Linked DNA regions of Mus musculus: regions 1 and 2 are each linked to region 3. The links are chromatin contacts, called in public promoter capture Hi-C maps. All regions are on one chromosome and are shown on one strand. The core of a region is the stretch at or near the end of the contact, and the rest is flanking DNA. Distances in the headings are between cores, read along the strand shown. Region 1 overlaps Dyrk1a (dual-specificity tyrosine-(Y)-phosphorylation regulated kinase 1a). Region 2 overlaps Dyrk1a (dual-specificity tyrosine-(Y)-phosphorylation regulated kinase 1a). Region 3 overlaps Vps26c (VPS26 endosomal protein sorting factor C).

Region 1 (3,691 bases), core at 669-3,168, 100 kb after region 3:
CTGAGTTACAGGACTAAGACACAGCAGACTCGACTCACTCATTGTGTATTAAAAGGGACCAACTTACTTGTGTCTGCAGAGCAAACCCATGTAGATGGCTTTGGAGATGAGTGGGTTAATAACTATGGCGTCCACGTTGTTCTAGTCAGTCAGCAGTGGTTGCTGAGGCTGAACTTCTGGGAGGTGAGGTGCACAGGACCTTTGTGCTGTCAGTGCCTTAGATGCTGTGCGTACAATTAGCTCAGATAAAGGTTGTAGGTCACTGTATCTGTGCGGTGCACTGTCTTTAGGAATGTGGTGGACACCCTGAGGGGAAAGTGCTAGTGTGTGTGTGCTTGAGTGGTTGTGGCAGGAAGGAGTGGACAAGGAAGATTTATGAAATAGTCAGCAAAAAAGAGGTGTTTATGGGAAGGATGGTTGGATGTTGGTCCATTTAACTTAGTTGTAGTAGAAGATAAGACTGAAAAAGGAAAAGGTAAAAGTAATTAAACTGAAGCACACAGTTCATTCTTGAAGGACAGTGCTGTGAATTGTTGTGAACTGTGCAGTTGAGTTTAACAATAAAATGCTTGGTGGCGACCAGAAGAGCTTAGATTTGATTCAAAGCAAAGCCAAACCACAAACACCAGAGGAGTTAGGTGTGTGCCCTTTTTGATCTACAGTTTTCCTCTTTAGGTCATACGACTGTAAGAACATAATTATTTCATGGTATTTAACATAGAGTATATGTACCACAATCTGCCATAATTTCTTTGTGGTAAGCACTTATATTCTAAATTTTTATTTTGATTGGTGAGGTTTTGCATATAAAGTGCATATTTTCTATGGTGAAATGAGTTTCTAAAAGTAAATTGAGCCAGGCAGTGGTGGTCCCAGAGTTTAAGAACAGCTGGGGTTACACAGAGAAAACCTGTCTTGAAAAGTAATAAACAGATAAGCAAAAGGAGTAGATTGCAGTTAGAACACAGGTGGGCTAGGGAATGGCTCAGTTGGCCAAGTGCTTGTCACCGTGTGAGCAGGAATACCTGAGGTTGTCTGTCCTTCTGCACCTGTTTAAAATCTGAGTCTGACAAGTGCACACTTGTGATAGCAGTGCTGGGGAGGTGGAGACAGAAGGAGCCATCTAGCTGAATTAGTTAGCTCCAGAGAGAGAGTGGGGTAGGGGAGGGAGGGAGGAGGTGGGGGAGGGGAGGTCCTTTCTCAAAAAGTAAAGAGGAGGCTGACCCAAGTCTGATCCCCAGTATACATTCACATCAATACACACGTGCATAAATACAAATAAACCTAAAGAGAGTGTGACACATTTGCATGCAACTGCACATGCCCTGGTGCGGTACACACATGCACTGGCGCACACATGCACTGGCGCACACATACACCATGCACACAGAGAACAAAAGTGGGTCAGTGCTGCACCCAAGGACTCCAGTGAAGTTCTTTTTTCACTTACTTGTGTACACTCTGTGCACTTTAGGGATCATAAGTTAGAACAAAACATGAGATTTGAGCAGAGAATTAACTGAGATTTAACAAGAATGATGGCGGTATTAATGTTCACTTGGAGATGAAGCTGAAGAATAGTCTGTCTCTAAAGAGGTTTGGTTGGCTGGGCATAGCTTAAAAAAAAAAAACCCAAACAAGAAATGCAGGCAGCTTGAATTTAAATTGGTGCAGAGGAGTTGGGGAGGTGATTTATGACTCAGGCTTGGGGGTTGGTAGGATAGTTTGTCATGAATTATTCTCTGAAATGGGTAAATTCCTAGTGCCTGTAGGATATTTGTCTGCTAAGGAGAGGGAGTGATGGTTATGACATCACGGAAAGCCCTTCCCCCACTTCCTCCGTCCTTCCTGCCTGCCTCATGTGTTTTTTGTCAGCTGGTTTCGTGTGGAGCCTGGAGAACAGTCACCCTGTGCTGAAGGACATCTCAGAACAAGGAAGCAAACACCACTTTACAAGGAGAGGGCGTCACGCTGGGGAGCAGTGTCTGTGTTGCAGGACTGAACCAGCTCGCTCAAGTTTGAATATTTAGATTAATTGAAGCTGGAGGAATTTGAAGCATGGACTTGTGATATTCAACTAGTGCGTGCGTGTGTGTGTGTGTGTGTGTGTGTGTGTGTATTGTGACAGTACCAGCTCATTCCCACAATTTTCCCATTGATAGTAAAATTACAGGTAAAAGCATTTAAAGTATAAGATTTTGTTTTGTCAGAAAAATTCAAAAAAGTTTTTTGAAAACTGAGAGGACAAAGACAATTTTATGCCATCCTCTCTTTGGAGGCAACTGTGTTTGTGTATATTATGCTGGTTCCTGTATAGCAAAATTCAAGTCCCACTACCTCCCCAACCCCCCAGCAGAACAGCATTTTGATTGTTATTCCACTGTTCCAGTCTGTTCACAGAATGGCAGTGGGAGACCAAGTAGTACTTTGCACATTGCAGATGTCATTTTGCTGAGTTATACAACAGTCACTGGAACCTACTGATAGATAATGCTTAATCAGGCCAGAAGGTAGTGTGTCTGTAACTGCATGCAGAGGAGATTCGAACACCAGCACAGGAGCTAATATATTCTTACCCATGAGGTGTGATGTCTGTCAGCTGTAGAAGGTTAAATCTGTATTGGAGATCATTTGTTGCTGAAGATACATGTAGTATCATGCTTGACAACCGGGGAAAACAGGATGGGTTAGAGTTAGGCTTAGTGGCATATTCTTGTAATCAGAACACTTGGGAGGCTGAGACGGGAGAACTGCCACAAGTTTGGGCTAGCCTGTGTTACACAGTGTATTTGAGGTCAGCAGCTCCTTGTCTCCCAAACCAAACACACACACCGAGAAAGTAGAGAAGTAGTCAGTGGCTGGTGAGGTGGTGCGATCACTGCAGTGCTGGGAACAGAGGTGCAGACTTCTCACATGGAATGTGGACACAGTGAGCTGGGGGAGTGGGAAGGACTCGCCCAGCAGCTTGCAGACTGATACTAAGTAAAAAGTTAAGCAGGAAACAGAATCCAAGTCCTCCTTTTGGCAGGGAGTCTTACAGTGAATGAATGGAGGGAGGGGAGAGTTCAGGGAAGCTCCCACCCTTGTTCAGACTAAAAGTGGAGGAGAGGCAGAATAGCGAGGGGCTCAGGGACACAGTAGTAGGTATTACAAAAGCACACACACAGAAAGTTCTTTAATCATGTTTAAGGCAGTGGGGCAGTTAGTTAGATCTGCAGCCTCTGCTCCAGGAGTCCCAGGACTAAGCTGTTAAGTGAGTGATGACCAGGAGTAGAGAGATGAGCTCCAGGCAGCATCACACTGGAAATGAGTGGCCAGTAATCCAAAGTTTGTCTTTGGCCCACTACAAAGAGCTTTAGATTTGAATAGAGGGGGGGCTGGGGCAGTAGGTAGGAGGTGTGCATATTTAAGTGGTCTTGGTGGAAGAGTGACTCACTTGATAATTACCTCATCTGCTATAGAAGGTTGTCCATCCTCAGGGGTGAGTTCGCTCTCCTGGGGATGGAGGGTTGGGATGCTGCACTTTTCTTGGGATCCAGGATAACACAATCGGAAGCATTCCCTATATTCCTCAGTTGCTCTTGCCTCTTCCTCCCCCTTTGAAGGAATGAGATAGGTGAGGCATCCCCAGCTCTGACTCTGAGTTATTATTAATGTGTCTACATGCACAGCTGATTAGATGACTCAGAAT
Region 2 (3,557 bases), core at 475-2,974, 120 kb after region 3:
GGCTTTCCTGGGGTCTCTGGTGGCAGTGTTGTTGCAGGGAGTGCTGTATCGGGTTGGCAGGGAGAGCACTGTCTGGAGCATGAGGTGCAGCGTCTGCTCAGCTGTTTCAGATACACAGAAGGTGAAAAGTCATGGCGGCTCCTTTTCCTGCGTTACAGGCCAGGGCTGTGCTTAGAACCCTTTGCTCCACGTGTGTCTGCAGGGTCTCCAGGAGAGCTGCCATCTTACCAGAGTTCATGCACAAGCCGCTCTCATGGTCTGCTGCATGCACTCTTCAGGGTCTGGTCCTCATTATTTGCCATTTCTTTTCAGGTCTTGTTTTGTGATTTTAGCTTTTATTTTCTAAGCAGAAGCAATGCTGATTGTGTCATGTGCATACACAGTATAAAGTTTTTTATGAAATATAGTATAAAATAAAAATATGAGGGCTGGAGATATGGATCAGTGGTTAAGAGCTCTGACTGCTCTTCCAAAGGTCCTGAGTTCAAATCCCAGCAACCACATGGTGGCTCACAACCATCTGTAATGAGATCTGACGCCCTCTTCTGGTGTGTCTGAAGACAGCTACAGTGTACTTACATATAATAAATAAATCTTTAAAAATATCTGAACACAGACACGTAGTAAGACCTCTACTAAATTTAGAAAAAAGCAGATGTTTACTTTCATTACATGTTTAAAATGACGTTATCTATGTGTGGGTATGCTCTTCTGCCACAGTGTGCCCGTGGACGTCAGAAGATCACGTGCCTTAGCCAGTTCTTCACTACAGTGTGGGTTTTGGGGAAATTCCATTTTACTGGTCCTTATAGCGTTTTATTTTTATTTTAAGGCCAATTTGTAAATGTCTGTCTAGTTAGGTGTCTTCTTTTTTTTGTGATAAAATATGATGACCAAAAGGAGCTTGGGGAGGAATGAGCTTATTTTAGCTTACAGTTTCACATCGTAGTCTATCAATGAAGGAAGTCAGGAACCACCTGAAGCAGAAGCAGTGGTGAAATGTGCTTGCTGCTGTACTTGTTTAGTTTGCTTTCTTAAGCCATCCAGGATGACCTCCCTAGGGGTGGCCCCACCCACAGTGGGCTAGGTCCCCCTCCTTCAGTCAGTAATCAAGACAGTACTCCACAGATTGGTCTTTTAGACCAGTCTTACAGAGGCATTTTCTATATTAGCATCCCCTCTTCTCAGATATGTCTGGTTGTATCAAGTTGACAAATACCGACCAGCCCATTGTACACCTAAGAGAGTGAGGGCCTGGCGAAGTGAGTCCGCTCTTTGAGAAGGCACTGGTGTGATTCCCACCCAGAGCTCCAGTTCTAGTGGATCTGGCACTTCATCTGGCCTTGGTAGGCACCAGACACACATGAATATGCACATACACATACAAAATACTGTGAGGGTTCTACAGAGTTACAGCTTAACATAGGTACTTCCTTTTTCCTCTAAAAGTGGGCAGAAAACACCTAGATGGGTAAAACCTCCAATGCCATAAACGCATCTACGATACTTGGTGGAAAACAGTAGAGAGAAGTGGGTAGGAGCAATGTAGTAACTATCACAGTGGTGTGGTATCAGGGTTTGTGCAGAAGAAAGGAAGCACAGTGGGCTTAATAAGAATCCCAAGAGTTCCAAGTTTACCAGCAAAGACTCCCACAGAAGCATATCATGCGAGTCTGAGAATATCAGAGAAGCCAACAAAGTGTGTATGCGTTTCCTGATTCCCAAAACCAGTTAAAGCTGCCTTTCTGGCCAAAGCAGAGACTATTGTAAATAGACTCCAATTGAGCAGTTGTGGAATCATCTTGGACAAAAGAAAGGAAAATTGGGGAAGATGAAAATACAGGAGATCTTATTTATTTTAATCTATATTTTGACCTCCTTCCTGAGAACAGGAGAGAGAGAGAATGCTTCCTGAGGACAGAATCCCAGCCTCCCGGGAGTGTTTTACGTCTGCTGTGTGGAGGTCAGAGGACAGCGGTCAGGAGTAGGTTCTCTACTGCCACCTTGTGGGATGCAGGGATCAAACTCAGATGGTTTGCACTCACTGAGCCATCTCGCTGTTCCCTCATAGCAGTACATTTTATATAACGCTGTATAGATTTACCGTTTTCGCAAAGATTATCAGACAAGTATGCAGATTCCTCACTGGTGTAGAGGTCAGCGTCGGCACTGCCACCTTTGTTGCTGCTGCTTTTGTTGTTGTTGTTGTTGTTATTGTTATTTTGACGTAGGTTTTTGATTGCATCCAAGCTCAGGATGGCTTGGAACCCCAAATCTTCAGCCTTGGTATGTGAAGTGCTGGATTTATCGATGCTAGCTGTCATGCTGACTGCAGAGATGCTTAGTGCTTAAGAGCACATAATGAATTGGCTGCAGCCCACAACACCCACACGACAGCTCACAATCACTTTAACTGTAATTCCAGAACCTACATGGACATCAGGCACATACATGGTATACATACATACATACATACATGCAGACAAAACACTCATATATATAAAATAAAATAAAAATAATCTTTAAAACCGTTTAAAAAGGAAAAACTGAATAACAGAGCATTACGTAGATAGTTAAAAAAAACACAGCAGAAAAAAATGCCTGCTGACCTGATGTCTTAGAGAAAGCCCAGAGAATCTGTAGGATTGATGGAGGAAAGAAAAGAGGGAAAACCCCCACCTAGGTGCTGGAGGTTTAGGTGAGTTGACAGAGTGACTGCTCATTGTGAGTGAGGCTGCGCTGCGCTGTGCCCAGCAGGCCAGCCGAGCTGTGCTGGAGCACTTGGAGGAGCAGGCAAGAAGAGCAGAGGGCCAGAAGCCTGTCATCCTCAGCCAACCTGGGATGCACGGTACCCTGTGTCAGGGAAACAGATGAAAAAGTCCCTGCCTCGAATAAATAAATGGTGCAAAAAAGAGGTTTGAACTTTAGAATGAAAATTTCTTTAGATAAGCAGGTAGTTAATTGCATGCAGAAAAATGTTACAACTCAACAAAACTAAATTTCAAAGTATATACCCTAAACATTCCAGAGAAAGTAATAGTTACTGAAGAAAGGCAGAGAAGTTTCATCATACAGCAACAAGAATAATGCAAGGATATTTCCTGAAGTGGAACAGTTTTGCCTGTGTATCAGGGGGTATAGTGGCTATTCCTGGTTGTCAACTTGAGTACATCCAGAATGAACTGCAATCCAGAATTGGAAGGCTCACCTGTGATCCTGATCTTGAGGCTGGGAGATAGAAGCTTCTGACCTGGATCTTGGCACGGAGATCTTGAGGCACAGTGGCTATGAATCCCAGAAGACTAAGGCAAGGAGATCTCTGAGTTCAAGGTCATCTGGGACAAAGCAAGTCACAGATCCAGGCATGGTGGTACACACCTTTAACCTGGGCCACACCTTTTGCTGGAGACCTACATGAGGTCATTGGAAGAAGGAAGATTCACTCAAGAATTCTTCTGCTTGCATTTACTTGCCAGCACATCTGTTGGAATCTACCAGCTGAAACAAGTAGCCTTGAGGGACTGAGTAACTGGTAGACGATTGGACTTCCTATCCAC
Region 3 (3,536 bases), core at 554-3,053:
ACTGCATGCACTAGAACTGGATGGCTGGGACTTCCCAAAGCTACTGGAGCCCAGATGCTGGACATGGTGACGAAAAAATGAGGGCTCTGACCTGCTAGGTTTAGTATTGTGTTGGTTCGGTTTTTCAGGCTTTGGCCCTGTTGTTTCTCCCTTTCTGAATGGGAATGTTTACTCTATGCCTATGCTGAAAGTATGCTATATGTCTTTATAAAGGCTCACAGTTGGGTCTCTGAGAAACTCTAGTCTTTACACCAGTGTTAAACTTGTTAAGATCATGGGACTTTTTAAGTTGAAATGGATGCTATTGTTGTAAAACCATGATGTGTTTTGGTGTCAAACTGTCAGAGTGGACTTGTGGTTAACCTTATTCTCACCTTAACTAAATTTGGAATCTTGTAAGAGACATACCTGTAGGTATATCTTCAGGGGAATGAATTTCTAGAGATGTTTAACAGAGGAGAGAAGGCCTGCCTAGAATGTGGGTGGCACCATCCATGGGGAATAAAAAGAAAAATCAAGACAGCAAACCTGATAACAGCATTTCTCTGAAACCTGGTCTACCCAGATGTGAGCGAGCAGCCTCCTACAGTTATGGCTTTTCCACCACAATGGACATAGGTCCTGAAGTGTGACCCACAATAAGCCTGCCTTCCTTTAAGTTGTTTCCTGTTGGATATTTACTCACATACTACTTACCTGACAACTGTCAAGGCTTTTCCTATAGACTCACGGTATTTCTGCTTGGCTCACAGTTGACTCTGGATGGGGCCTTGCAGCAGGCTCTACTGCCTACACACACCTACTTACGCAGCTTCTTACCCTTTTTTGAGTCATCAAGAAGCTGAATGCTAAGCCAGGCGTGGTGGCGCACGCCTTTAATCCCAGCACTCAGGAGGCAGAGGCAGGCGGATTTCTGAGTTCGAGGCCAGCCTGGACTACAAAGTGAATTCCAGAACAGCCAGGGCTACACAGAGAAACCCTGTCTCGAAAAACCAAAAAAAAAAAAAAAAAGCTGCAGCCTGCGTGCAAGGCGCTTCTTCCCTGTGGCCCAGACCCTTCCTAGACTCCACAGGCCAGGCCTGGACTGCTTACCCACTTTGAAGTTGGTGGTCTCCAGTGTTGGACAGGTGAACAGTCTGGGGAAGACCATGTACAGGGGAACAGAAAGGTTTCTACAAATGTCCCCATCAGCGATTTGAATATTCTGAATCTCTGTGGCATCTCGTGCATAGCCTTCTGCACACCCTGGAGAAAGAGGAAACATCATGGGGTCAGGACACCATGACACCAAAGCAAACTGGTCACCAAACTGCCCAATACTGTGCCAACCAGGATCAACACATTCACCCACTTCTCCAATTTCTTCTTCAGGACTGGGAGTTACCTTCTCTTCTACTTTGCATGTTCTCAAACATCACCACACTGGTTTTACCATGCTTCCAAGATTTAAGGTGCTGGGGACCTAATTAGTATTTCAGTGATTATCTGCAAGTGGGAATTTTGGGGTGAGTAGGCCACAGGGGCCATCAGAATAGCTCTGTTATGATGTGATGTGCCCTGCCATGTTAAGAGTACAGGAAGGGGTGTTTTAGCGGCTGACAGTACAAGTGTAGATACCTAGATACTCTAGAAGTCTTACCACAGGTCTCCACCCGGACCAACTGAAGCTCTATGCTCCGGATAGCAGCATCCGAGTGTTCCACCACCAGCTCTCCTGTCAGGGGCTGCGTGATAGCGCAGTTAGTGGAGTTCAGATGTCCTCTAATGAAGAATTTGGGAAGTGAAGCTCTCTATGGAGAACAGAGACAAAGACATCAGAAACAGAAGGAAAGGGGGCTGTCACTTATTCCAGTTGCACTGGTACAAATAAGAACTGAAAACCAAGTTGAGTAATTGTTCTATAAACCATGGAAACTTCTTTCTAAAACAAGAAGGAATAATAGCCATTTCATCTTTCAGTGGCCACCAGACTGACTCATCAACCACCCTGTACACATATTAGGGACAAACGGACATCACAGCTCACTCCGAATCAGCTCCCAACCTACACTGGCTGACAAAGCTCTCTCAGGCCGAAAGACATGAAATGTAAAAAGCCTCAGGGTTAGAAGGGTGCTTAAGGACAGCCACCCCCTCAACCCCAGGTCACAAAAGAAGAAAAAGAAAAAGGCCGTTTTAAAGTGTTCCCAATTAAGCAAGTTTGAGATGCCAATTATTTTTATTTCAAGGATACCGAAAGAGCAGTTTTCTCAACGCCCGAAGAAAAGCTTTGGGACTATTTCTCTGCAGACAGGAAGTTGGCTCAGGGGAACTGGCCCTAGCACTGGAGGAAAATAGTTGGACAGTCACTTCAGGAGTCTTCATTTCTACTAGGTTGCACTATCCAGAAGAAACAATATAAGCCACAAATTTTAAAATCATTTAGAATTTGTAATTGCCTATGAGTATAATTTAAAAATTTCTGGTAACCACATTAAAACCTGTCTACAGTATATCTAAGACGTTATCAAGCAAGAATAACAGGGAGAAGAGTGCCTGCCTGGCACAGAGAGGAGCTCTCTCTGGCTTTGATTTCTAGCGTGATCAATCAGGCATGGTAGCACACAATACCATCTTACCACTCAAGAAGTGGAGGCAGGAAGATCAGAAGTTCAAAGTCACCTTCAACTAAATACCTGAAGGCCCATCTGGAATACATGAGACCGTCTCAAAGGCTGGTGGAGGATAGTTTTATTAATAAATCTACACCAAAGATCCTCAAATATACACCAAGAACCAATATTTGAAGAAGACAGAAGCAAGGGAAAGAGAACTCTGTACCACACATGGGCCACATCCATATAAGGAGGGACATGTGAGGCATGAGTAAGGGACCTGTGTCTGCAGCAAAAGAGGACCTGGAGGGACACAGGTCTGGAGAAAGCACTTTACAGGGGAATCTGCCCGGCCCTAGGACATGATGGCTACTTCTTTCCAGAACCTTCTGAAAAGGCTCCTTATGATAATGAATGACATCAGCTATGTCTGCAGTGCCCCAAATCTTCCAGACTTGCTTTCAACCCAATTATGAGCATGAACAAAATGCAGAATTGAATACAGAATCCAGGTTTTATCCAGAAAAGAGCTGTAGACAAACAACACTACTTGCTCTGACACAAAATCAATTACAAAAAAACCCCAAAACTGGAGAAGGTGTCTGGTAGTGGAGCAGAGTGAAGGCTGGCTACAGTGGTGGGCTAGGCCAAAATAACAAACTGCCTGATACAGAGGCCCATGGGAGCCAGTAAGAGCCAAGCATCCTTGGTTCTTATGCAGAGGAATCTGCTGGTGCTTCGCGACACTTATACCCTTACTGTCCACTGCCATGGTTCTGTCCACCACCATGTCCACTGTTGTTCTGCGTCTGAATGAGAGGCCAGGGAGAGGCTGCAAACTAAGTAAAGAGTGAGAGGCCAGGCCCTGTGCCAACCATGACACTAAGGGAAGTGAAGGGGCAGGCACTGGGTCAGCGGTAGTAAAGCTCAGGGCACACATGC

Evidence for each region. Capture Hi-C pulls out chosen DNA fragments and counts their contacts.
Region 1: a contact with region 3 is called in a promoter capture Hi-C map of adipose tissue. The contact joins two enhancer-like sites. A contact is called at or near these places in 3 of 484 Hi-C or Micro-C datasets (the G1E-ER4 cell line, embryonic stem cells and nephron progenitors), 4 of 115 datasets of contacts at active chromatin or transcription factors (the HPC-7 cell line, bone marrow-derived macrophages, embryonic stem cells and 1 more) and 4 of 9 other capture datasets (adipose tissue, embryonic stem cells, liver and 1 more).
Region 2: a contact with region 3 is called in a promoter capture Hi-C map of adipose tissue. The contact joins two enhancer-like sites. A contact is called at or near these places in 1 of 15 datasets of contacts at CTCF or cohesin (large pre-B cells), 33 of 484 Hi-C or Micro-C datasets (the AML12 cell line, B cells, CD8 T cells and 20 more), 7 of 115 datasets of contacts at active chromatin or transcription factors (the HPC-7 cell line, bone marrow-derived dendritic cells, double positive thymocytes and 3 more) and 4 of 9 other capture datasets (adipose tissue, embryonic stem cells, liver and 1 more).

Annotation. Positions count from the first base shown.
Region 1 is chr16:94,599,938-94,603,628 of GRCm38.p6, forward strand. All of the region lies in intron 1 of Dyrk1a (dual-specificity tyrosine-(Y)-phosphorylation regulated kinase 1a), which reads left to right. Among named protein-coding and RNA genes, the nearest start is that of Dyrk1a, 32 kb to the left of the region's middle. Within about 2 kb of position 1,919, at least 152 of the 459 cell types and tissues checked have an H3K27ac peak or open chromatin away from gene starts, as enhancers often do. A contact at or near this core is called in adipose tissue and bone marrow-derived macrophages, where this site is marked.
Region 2 is chr16:94,616,712-94,620,268 of GRCm38.p6, forward strand. All of the region lies in intron 2 of Dyrk1a (dual-specificity tyrosine-(Y)-phosphorylation regulated kinase 1a), which reads left to right. Among named protein-coding and RNA genes, the nearest start is that of Dyrk1a, 48 kb to the left of the region's middle. Within about 2 kb of position 1,725, at least 35 of the 459 cell types and tissues checked have an H3K27ac peak or open chromatin away from gene starts, as enhancers often do. A contact at or near this core is called in adipose tissue and bone marrow-derived macrophages, where this site is marked.
Region 3 is chr16:94,500,443-94,503,978 of GRCm38.p6, forward strand. It overlaps Vps26c (VPS26 endosomal protein sorting factor C), which reads right to left. Exons shown (of 8, transcript NM_007834.3): 6 at 1,640-1,790; 7 at 1,093-1,245. The region is part of intron 3 of Gm31323 (a long non-coding RNA gene); the gene reads left to right. Among named protein-coding and RNA genes, the nearest start is that of Vps26c, 24 kb to the right of the region's middle. Within about 2 kb of position 1,804, at least 23 of the 459 cell types and tissues checked have an H3K27ac peak or open chromatin away from gene starts, as enhancers often do. A contact at or near this core is called in adipose tissue and bone marrow-derived macrophages, where this site is marked.